Linked DNA regions of Zea mays: region 1 is linked to region 2. A link is a contact called in public Hi-C data. All regions are on one chromosome and are shown on one strand. Each heading gives the region's core, a stretch centred on a gene start, on an enhancer-like site or on the middle of the called end of the contact. The rest is flanking DNA. Distances are from core to core; before and after follow the strand shown. Region 1 has its middle 38 kb from the start of LOC103654656. Region 2 holds the start of LOC100282792 (26S proteasome non-ATPase regulatory subunit 3).

The links. Hi-C and Micro-C count contacts between places; a contact is called where the count stands out from the background.
Region 1: a contact with region 2 is called in a Hi-C map of leaf, with 6 times the contacts expected there. The contact joins the enhancer-like site here to the promoter of LOC100282792 in region 2. A contact is called at or near these places in 2 of 25 Hi-C or Micro-C datasets (ear and leaf).

The regions. Positions count from the first base shown.
Region 1 is chr4:224,409,544-224,414,847 of Zm-B73-REFERENCE-NAM-5.0, reverse strand. No RefSeq gene overlaps it. Among protein-coding and RNA genes, the nearest start is that of LOC103654656, 38 kb to the left of the region's middle. Within about 2 kb of position 3,142, at least 18 of the 20 cell types and tissues checked have an H3K27ac peak or open chromatin away from gene starts, as enhancers often do. A contact at or near this core is called in ear and leaf, where this site is marked.
Region 2 is chr4:224,051,693-224,057,115 of Zm-B73-REFERENCE-NAM-5.0, reverse strand. It overlaps LOC100282792 (26S proteasome non-ATPase regulatory subunit 3), which reads left to right and starts at 3,304. Exons shown (of 8, transcript NM_001155698.3): 1 at 3,304-3,609; 2 at 3,710-3,900. The coding sequence starts at 3,519.

The DNA of each region.
Region 1 (5,304 bases), core at 1,893-4,392, 360 kb before region 2:
GATTTATTGGATCAGATGAGAGGTGCTAGAGTGTTCTCTAAGATTGACCTCAGGTCGGGTTATCACCAAATGAAGATTAGACCATCTGATATTCCCAAGACGGCTTTCTCTACCCGATATGGTCTATATGAGTTCACAATCATGTCGTTTGGCTTAACTAATGCACCAACCTACTTCATGAATCTGATGAATAAGGTGTTCATGGAGTATCTTGATAGATTCATCGTGGTATTCATCGACGACATTCTCATTTATTCCAAGAATGATAGTGATCATGAGGAATATCTGGGGATGGTGCTATAGAAGCTACGGGATAATCAACTCTATGCCAAATTTAGCAAGTGTGAGTTCTGGCTTGATGAAGTACCATTCCTTGGGCATATCATCTCCAAAGGAGGAATCTCAGTGGATCCAGCTAAAGTAAAGGAGATAGTGGGTTGGAAGATACCAAAGATAGTCACTGAGGTTTGGAGTTTCCTAGGACTCGCGGGTTATTATCGGCAATTTATTGAAGGATTCTCCAAGGCTAAGCCTATGACCTCACTGTTAGAGAAGGGAAAGGAGTTTAATCGGACCTGGCAAAGCCAAGAGAGTTTCAATCAATTAAGGTTTAAGTTGATGTCACCCCTAGTGATGATTATGCCAGATCTACAGAAGGGATTTGACATATATTGTGATGCGTGCCGCTAGGGCTTGGGATGTGTGCTTATGCAAGAAGGACATGTCATCGCCTACGCGTCACGCCAGTTGTGGAAACATGAGTTCAACTACCCCACTCATGACTTAGAACTGGCAGCCGTAGTACATGCGCTCAAGATTTGGAGGCATTACATTATGGGGACCAAGTGCCAAGTCTATGCTGATCACAAGAGCTTAAAGTATATCTTCACTCAGAAGGATCTCAACCTTATGCAACACTGTTGGTTGGAGCTCATCAAAGACTATGACTTGGAAATTCACTACCATCCGGGCAAGGCGAATCTAGTTGCGGATGCCTTGAGTCAGAAGGAACATGTCCACGCAACTATTGTAGCCCAGTTACCCGATGAGTTAGCAGAAGACTTCAAGAAGCTCAATCTGGGGATAGTTGCTCATACTGAAGGAATTACCATAGAAGTGGAACCTACCTTAGAATAGGAAATACGTAAAGGTCATATCGGTGATGTCAAAATTCAAGAGATCAAAGATTTGATAACTAAAGGTAGAGGCCCAGACTTCACAGAATATGAGCAGGGCACGATATGGTTCAAGAACCGGATTTGTGTTCCTGAGATCGGCAGTCTTCGTGAAACCATATTGAAGGAAGCACATGACTCAGCTTACTCCATCCATCCGAGCAGTACCAAGATGTACCAGGACTTGAAGCATAAGTATTGGTGGTATAGACTAAAGAAGGATGTTGCTTCACATGTAGCACTATGTGATGTTTGCCAGAGGGTAAAAGAGGAACATCAAAGGCCTGCCGGTTTGCTGCACCCGCTTAAGATACTTGAGTTGAAGTGGGAAGAGATTGGTATGGACTTCATCGTAGCTCTACCCCGCACATCTACTGGGTATGACTCTATATGGGTGATTATGGACAGGCTAACTAAAGTAGCTCACTTTATCCCGGTGAAGACCATGTATTCGGGCGCCAAGCTAGCAGATTTGTACATGGCACGGATAGTATGTCTACACGGTGTGCCTAAGAAGATCGTGTCAGACCGAGGATATCAGTTTAATTCTTAGTTTTGGCAAAAGATGCATGAGTGCTTGGATACAAGATTGAATTTCAGTTCATCTTACCATCCTAAAACTGATGGGCAGACCAAGAGGACCAACCAAGTACTGGAAGATATGTTAAGAGGTTGTGCTCTTAAACATGGTGGCAGTTGGGATAAGAGTTTACCATATGCGGAGTTCTCTTACAATAATAGCTACCAAGACAGTTTGAAGATGTCCCCGTTTGAGGCTTTATATGGCAGAAAATGCAGGACTCCTTTATATTGGGATCAAACTGGTGAAAGGTAGTTCTTTGTGCTAGAGATTATACAAGAGGCAGAAGAACAAGTCCAGTTGATAAGGGAGAATTTGAGAACTACGCAGTCAAGGCAGAAAAGCTATGCTGATACTCGGAGGAGACTGCTAGAGTTTAAGGAGGGTGATCACGTGTATCTGAAGGTGTCACCAATCTAGGGTATGAGGAGGTTTAAAGTTAAAGGGAAGTTGTCCCCTCGCTTTATTGGACCCTCCTTAATCCTAAAGCGAGTGGGAGAAGTTGCCTATCAACTGGAATTACCCGACCACCTGGCAGAGATGTACATGATGTCTTCCATGTGTCCCAACTAAAGAAGTGACTCAGGGTACCCAAAGAGCAGCTACCTATGGAGGATCTCAGTGTTTAAGATGATCTAACTTATATGGAGTATCCTATCAAGATTCTTGATACTTTGACTCGTGTCATGAGGAGTAAAGTGATCAAAATGTGCAAAGTGCAATGGAGTCACCATGGTGAAGATGAGGCTACTTGGGAAAGAGAAGAAAAACTGCGAGTAGATTTTCCCCACCTCTTCCCTAGTCCTTCCTAATCTCGAGGACGAGATTCTTTTTAAGGCGGGTAGGATTTGTAATACCCAGTTTGTAAATGAAAAGAAGAGAGTATATCTCATTCTATGTTTTTGCCTCATACTCTATATCACATGGTAATAACCATATATAAGGGAACAAATGACTAAAGACACCTAAAATAAGCCATGCATCATATTGGAGTTTAGTTTGTGCATTTAGTAATAATAACAATAATAGTAGTAGAAATATAATGATGAGTTGATAATATGAATTAACCCCTAAATTGAAAATTGGGTTTGAAAATGGAAAGGAAGAGAGGGAGATACTATAAAAAATACAAAATAAAATTTATAAATAAGAGTCATGCTGGAATGTTCAAATTGAATATTTAACCGGAGGACCAATTAGCCACAAAATTTGGAAATTTAAACTTGGAGGCTGATTTGAATTTGAATTAGGAGATAATACAAAAAGGGAAACAGTATCGGCCACGTGGGCCTCCTTTCCCTCCTTTCGGCCCACTATGGCTTCTAGCGCGCAGGCCTAACCAGATCCCGCTCGACCGCGCGCGCCAGCTCCAGCTTTTAGCTGTCATGCGGGCCCCGGGCGTAGACCCCTCTTCCGACCAGGTGCTCGTCTCTCTGGAGCCGGATCCCACCTATCATCTCGCTGCGCCGTCAGCTGCGGTAATGGCCGAACGGCCCGCGCGATCCCGCCACGGTCGCTGTGGTAGTTGCGTCAACAGGCGAAACCCGAGGATAAATCCCCGCATCACCTCCTCGACCGCGAGCCCTGAAGCCCTACACTCTCACCAGACCTGTCGTCCCTCTCCATCATCGCGAAAACCACGCATCAAAGAGACACCGTCGTCCGCCGCCGTGGGCTCGTGCCTATACCGACGATTGGAGGCCAGTGTGGAGTCAGGATCGTTCATCGGCATGTGTGGATCGCTAGCATGAAGTATTGAGCTCGGAGGCCCGTCCAAGCGCCCTAGATTTCTCGCCGTTGTCGGATTCCGCCGCGCGCCACGAATGCCCCTGCTCGGCCCTTAATCCCCGGTAAGCACCTTCCCAGTGACCTTACCGTTCCTACCACCTGTAATTACCTTCGAATAGGAACTTTAGCGCGCGAATCACGTTTGGGCTGCTCGTCGGCGATGGCGCTGCCACGGTCCTCGGTGTGGTCGCCGGAGTTTAGCTGAGAGTGAGGAGAACGCGTCGTAGCGGTTGAGATCGGATTGAACGGATGCGATTTGATCTTAGTTAACCCTTCACAATATTAAATCCGGTGCGTCGATTCAGAATCGGGTGGCTGGGACTTGATCGCCCCCTTGCCGTTGTTGCTCGATCGGCGGTCACGGGGGTGAGACGTTAGGCGATACGTGTGATCTAATCATGGCCTTCGGTTCCGATCTAATGGTCGAGAGTCACTCATACCCCTTCGGCCGAAAGAACTTACATAAGAGACCCTGAAAAATCAAGTAATAAACCTGCAGTCCACTCGGGTGCACCACCGAGTCTTGAACACGTTTGCACTCTAGCCCCCAAGTTCCTCTGGTTTTATGCACGCAGTCCACTAACCAAGGAAATTGAGAAAAACAATATAGAAATTGATTTATAGTACAAAAATAATTCCAGAAACTTATATAATTCATAATTAATTTTTTTTAACTCCAAATTGATCCATTCCAGTGGAATTAATTTTGTATTATTGTTGTTCATCACTTAGTACCTCTGTTTAGCTATGAAAATTAGATTAAAATTATTCACTTGAGTTATTCCACACCGAGCACTTAATAACTTCAGAAATTCATAACTCAATAACCGTAATCTCGAATTTAGTGATTCTTGTTCCTACGATTTCGTTACGACGAGTAGAATATTATCATGTATTTTATTCTACTATTTGGTGTGATGTTAATTTCTGCTATACCATGTTTGTTTATATTGTTGTGAGTAGACGAGCCAACTACAGAGGATCCGGGTGTTCAGCAAGTGGAGACTGCTGAGTAGGAGCTCGTTGCAGGCAAGTTGTGCCCTTGATCACTTCTTTTACCCAATCATGTTCTTATTAATCTTAATGATCTGCATAGGTTAATTCTGATGGGACCCAATAGGTTACCCTAGTTTGGCTATCTTTATATCTTGTTTACCACTGAATTTTTGGGTAGTACCTGCTATTGCTTTATGTGGTTTTGGGTATGGAGATACACATTATTCATGATCATACTTTTATTATCAATTTGTTATTTACTGTTCATGATAAGATCATTATGTTAATTGGAACATGGAGCAACCACTCGGGAAAACAGTGCTACCACAAGGGTGGTATGGGACGCCCTTGGCTGACTAATTAGGAAAGCTAGCGGAGGACTACCATACTCGAAAGGGGAAAGAACATTAGGGGAGTGGTCAGTGTAGGGAGGCCCTTGGGTTGACTTTGTTGTGATGGTTGTCAGACAAGGGGTCCCTGCATTGGAGCTTCCTAAAAACTTTAGCGGGTTTTCTGAAGCTAGTGGAACTTTGTAAAGGCCTTGTAGTGTTACCCTGCCTTGCTTCCTTGGTAGAGGTGTATGGGAGTCGCGATCCCTTGGCAGATGGGTAACAGGACTTGTGGGTAATGTCGGGGACCATAATTAGGGGTACCCCCAAGACTCCTAATCTCAACTGGTAACCCCCATCAGCACAAAGCTGCAAAGGCCTGATGGGCGCAATTCAGGTCAAGGCTCCGTCCACTCAAGGGACACGATCTCGCCTC
Region 2 (5,423 bases), core at 2,055-4,554:
GTGACGCTGGAGTGGACTGTTGGAGCCTCGAGCGGTGGCCGTTTGGGCGCGCGACCGCGAAGATGCCGGTGCCCGGTTGGTCGCTGCCCGCTGGCGCTGCGCCGCGGCGCTGCCTGGACTGCTGCCCCGCCTGGCCAGTGGTCGGTGGAGACGAGTGGAGCGTCGAGCCGCCGTCTGCCGAGTCGCTGTCGGCCGTCGCCGACGCCGAGACACCGACTAGGCCACTAGGGTTTGCGCGCGGCTGAGGCCTCAGCAGGAGCGGCTGACGTGGAGTCTGGTGTCTGGAGTGAATGAGTGGACCGTGGACGTCGTTGGCCGAGCCTTGAGCGGTGGCCCGTGGCCGTTTGCCCGTGTGCGGTGTGCCTGTTGAGCGGTGAGCGTTGGGCCTAGCCGCTTGGGCTTACGGCTGATGGGCCAAAGAAGCGATTAAGTGAAACTGTGAAAGGCCGGCCCGAAACGATATGCTGCAATGTGGCAGCTCGATTAGCTCGCGAGCTGGCTCGAGATCAACTCGAGCTGGCTCATTAAGAAACCGAGCTGGGACGCTGGCTCAGCTCGTGTAAAAATTTAAATCCGATCCGAGTCGAGTGAGCCAACGAGCCACGAGTTTTTCGTCCAGCCCTAGACACAGAGATATAACTAGAGAAAGAAGATCGTTCTTACATGGAGGGCCCACGTGGCATTGAGTGAGAGGAGATAAAAGGAAAGCGTACGGGATGGCCACGTGCGTGTTTTTTTTTTCTTTTTACTATTTGTTTTCCTTGTCTTTTACTTAAAATAAGTATGTATATATATATTAATATTAAAAAATAGATAAATCCAAATATATTATATACAAAAGAATATACATGCTTTTAGAAAAATATTATTTAGCAACTCATTTCATTTTAGGAAAAGACTTCACTCCAACAAATAAATCTAACTAATGATATAAATAAATATATATTTTCAGAAACAAAAAATCTCACAAATTCGTACCTTCCAAAATTAATATTGTAATCATCCATCATTAATTTATAAAATGAGATTTTTATCACAAAATAAAAAATGGATTTGCAAATAAAATCAAATAAAATTTATGGTTCGGCATAAATGCATCAACCACTTGGTAAAATTCTATCTATTCAAGAAATTGTTTTTTTAATTATATCACCATTCATTATTTGAAAACATAAATATTTTCCTTTCTATTGGAAACCAATAACTTAGACTAAATTGCTTTTAGGTGATGGATTTTGGGTGTTACAGGTGGTTGGCACCAGACTGTCTGGGGCTACACAGTCCAGCACCTTTTCTCTGTTTCTTCCTTTGTCTTCTTTTTCTCCTTTTGGACTTGACTTAGCTGAATCCCTGGCACTTAGACAAACATAATTAGCACACAAAACAATTGACTAAGTGTCTCGAGCATACCTTTTTGCTTGATCCATATAGATTTTCATTATGTCCTCTTCGGAGCTCAATTTGCTTCATACACTTTTGCTCATATATCATGTTAGTTAAACATAATGTGTTGTGTATCTAATCACCAAAACAATATAGAAATGGCTCAAGGGCATATTTCCCTTTCATTTATAGAGTAGAGAATTTAATTTGATTATATCAAATCAATATAAATTGGGCAAAAATATTTGAATTATAAAAGACATATACTTTAGAGTTTAGTTTGTCATTTTATAATAGGCTATGTATTGAGTTTTTATTATATTTTTAACAAGTCAATGGACTAATTTAGATCAGGAGAAGTTTGGAGAGTGGGTACAAAGGAATGGGGACAGTGAATGGCTCCTCATCTCCATCCTCTTGAAATGGGACTATTTTTTCTGGTTTCGATCCCCACAAGGACTAAATTATCTTCATGCCCATTTTGTAATAGGGGAATTTCGACGGAGAATCAAGGTTCGGTCTCCATTGCGATCTCTACGGAGTAGTGAGGATGGTGATAAGAGACCATCATAGGCACACATGAGGACGACATGTTGAAGTAGCTAACTTCTGCTGGCCAAGAGAGAAGTTGATGGAAATTAGTATTTTTTTGTCAGCTATAAGCATGCATAGAGCCAAAAAGATCACTAATTTTAGTTGGCACCTTGTTCTAGCCTACGGAAGTTAGTAATTTTCCGCTGGCTAGGCCACATGGAACAAAAAATTGGTCCATTTTTTTTGGGTTGGCTTAAAAGCCCACACATATTTAGTTGGCCTATAAGAAATTCTTGTGCATGTCATGCCCGCTGCACCACCATGTTGCGTGCTCCACTCACTCTATTGCACTACAATTGTTGTCGAGGGAGGTGATTGGGGTTGGAGGTGATTGGGGTTGGGAGTGTGGGAAACTAAGCGCAGAGCGATTGTGACAATGTGAACATGAGCTCCTACTCGACAAGGGAGCAAAAGGGGTACCATGGTGGTGTTGAATGCGATTATCATGAGGTGAAGGTTGGTGTCACGATAAATGATGCTCGAATGCGATTATCATGAGGTGAGGGTCGATGTCACGATAGAGAATGCTCGGCTGGGACGTGTGGAAGCACAATAAGATTGGTGCGTCAAAGCAAGTCCTAGGAAGTTATGTTTGCACACCCAACGTAGTGTGTGGGAATGGTACAATAATATAATTTTAGTGCATTGAGAGTGTATTTTTAAACTATCAAGATTGGGAAGCTACATACGTAATTCAAAACCTATACGAGAACTTTAGATAAGTATAGGGAGCTAAATATGTAATTTGAAAGTACCAAGACCTAGATAAAAACTTAAAATAAGTTCATATAGCTCATTGTATAATTTAAAATTATCAAAACTTGGATGAGAACTCGATACCAATTCGAGAACTGCCAATAAAATTTACTCTATATTAAATAACTGCAATATCCAAAAGGATGTAGATATTGCAGCATAGAAATTGGAATTGGAATAAGCTTTCTAGAATTCTATTGTTTGATTGCATATAGAATTAAGATTTGGAATCTGAGACCTAATTCTATAGAATTGGACTATAACTAGAAACTCCTCTCAATAAAAAGTATCACTCCTCTGTATTGTGTGGAATTAGATCACATAATTCTAAACTCTAATTTAATAACATCCAAACAATAGAAATAAAATTACATCTTATTTTAAGCCAGGGTTGATTTGGTGTTAAACTTAATTCAATTTCATGTTTTCTCGATATCTAAACGGAACACAAGAAAAGATAAGTATGATTATTTGGAGGAGATAAAAAGCCCACGGACTACGGGCTAAAACGCTTCGGGCCTGTCCATTTAGCCATCCTAATATTTTCCATGCCCAACAACGACGAATATCAGGCAGCCCAGAAATGTCTGCTGCAGGGCTGCTGGGTTTCTGATGCCAAGTGGAGCGGGACACGAGGACACCACAAAGCGGTGAAGGAGAACCAAGGTAATCGAACCCGGAAGCGACCTTCTTGAGCCCGAAGCAAAAGGCACTGCTCATCGATCCGCCACCACGCCACAAAATCCTCTCCTACTCCGGCAGTTCTGCTCGCCGCCGCCTCCACGATGACGGAAGACGTGCAGATGAACGACTCGGAGCCCCAGCCTGCGGCCTCAGCTCCCGCCGTCGGGGCGCCGGCGCTCTCCACACTACACCGTATGCTCCCTCAATCCATTCTTCCCCTCCCCAAAACCCTAGAGTTCTTATGTAACATCTCCACGAAGATTCGGTGTGGCTGAAGCGGCGCTTATGTCAGATCTGAAGGAGATCGCGTCCGTGATCGAGGCCGGTTCTCTGTCCAAGGAGGTCCGCCGGATCTCCCGCGCCTTCCGCCTCACCGTCGCGCTCCGTCGCCGCCTCGCCGCGCGGGACGTCTCCGCCTTCCTCGCCTTCGCGCTACCCGCGTCCTCCGAAGCCTACGGACGCCTCACTGCCCTGGTGCCCAAGGTAAAATTCACTTTCCCGCCTCTGCTGCTAGCTATTGCCACTAGGAGACTGGTTTAGAGAAGCTAGGCTTTGGTACTCGCCAGATTTGTTATGTCTGGACCTCGCTGTATCCTAGATCGAACATACTTGTACAGTGCCTTGTATATTAATCTCACTATTATGGATATTGATTTGCTACTGCACAATTTCATTTTTCCATGTCCATTATAGTTGACATACATGTTTGTCCCCTGCTGTTAGTCTGTTACTTCTCATCTGAAATAAGCTAGTCATTCACTCATGCTTCACTTCTAGCATCCTTATTTGTGCATTTGTTATGTAGCCTAAACTTTTAAGACAAGAAGTCTTACCATCATGTGTATATTCCGTTGTCACAATTGGACAACTTGCATTATTCCTATGGATTATGTATGATTTGCACATGTGCGGTTGGATTTTCTTTTTTTAAACAAACGCAAGAGTGCTGCGTGTCATTTCATTAAGGAGAAAAGTAAGATAGGAGAGACAAGACTTGTCAACCCACGTTACAAGGCCCATGAGGCCAAATACCCAGACTAGGGAATGGCGTTCCAAACATACAAAGGAACAAAACTACAAAAAACTACCGCCGAAATACCTGCTAGTTTCCTATGGGGAACTGGCACAGGAGGAGGTCCTGTAGAGCTGATGCTCAAGCCAAGCACCACCCTCAACCGCATCTAACATTACACGTTGGACACAGGGTGTAGCACCCTCAAAAACACAAGAATTTCGGTGCTTCCAGATCTCCCAAGCTACCAAAATGATTAGGGAGTTAAGTCCTTTCCTTAATCTCTTCTCAACACTTTTGATACTTTGACCCCAGCAGTTCGAAAACCGTTTGCATCCTGGCTGAGGGGCAATGGCGAGCAGGCCTAGCTTATTGAGGATCATCGACTAGACTTGCCGGGCAAAAATACATGAGACAAGAGTATGTTGAATGTTGAATGCTCTCCTCAGACTGGTCACAAAGAGGGCATGCAGCTGGATGGGGCAGTCCTCTTTTGGCCAATCTATCAACTGTCCATACCCTGTTTTTGATTGCCAACCATACAAAGGATTTGCATCTTAAGGGAGCCCAGGTCTTCCAGACACACCGCCAGGGAGCAAAAATGATATATCCAGTAAAGAATGCATCATATGCCGACTTGCTGGAATAAATACCTTGGCCGGAGAGGCGCCAGATGTGTTGATCGGCGGTGTCAGGCTGAAGTTCCACCCCATCGACCATATTCCAAAGATGCAGATATTCCACTAGCACCTGCACAGACAGAGCTCCTCTTATATCTGAAACCCATTTGCGGTCTGTGAGTCCTTGTGCTACTGTTCTCTGTTTTAAAGCCCTTTTCGATATCAATTTGATCAAAGTTGGTCAGCATTCAGCAACAGTGTTACCTAGAAGCCAACAGTTGGTTCAGACCTTTACAGTTTCACCATTGCCTACCACGGATACAACAGCCACATCAAAAAGGGCCTTTGCATTGCGGTTAACTTGGGCATGGAGT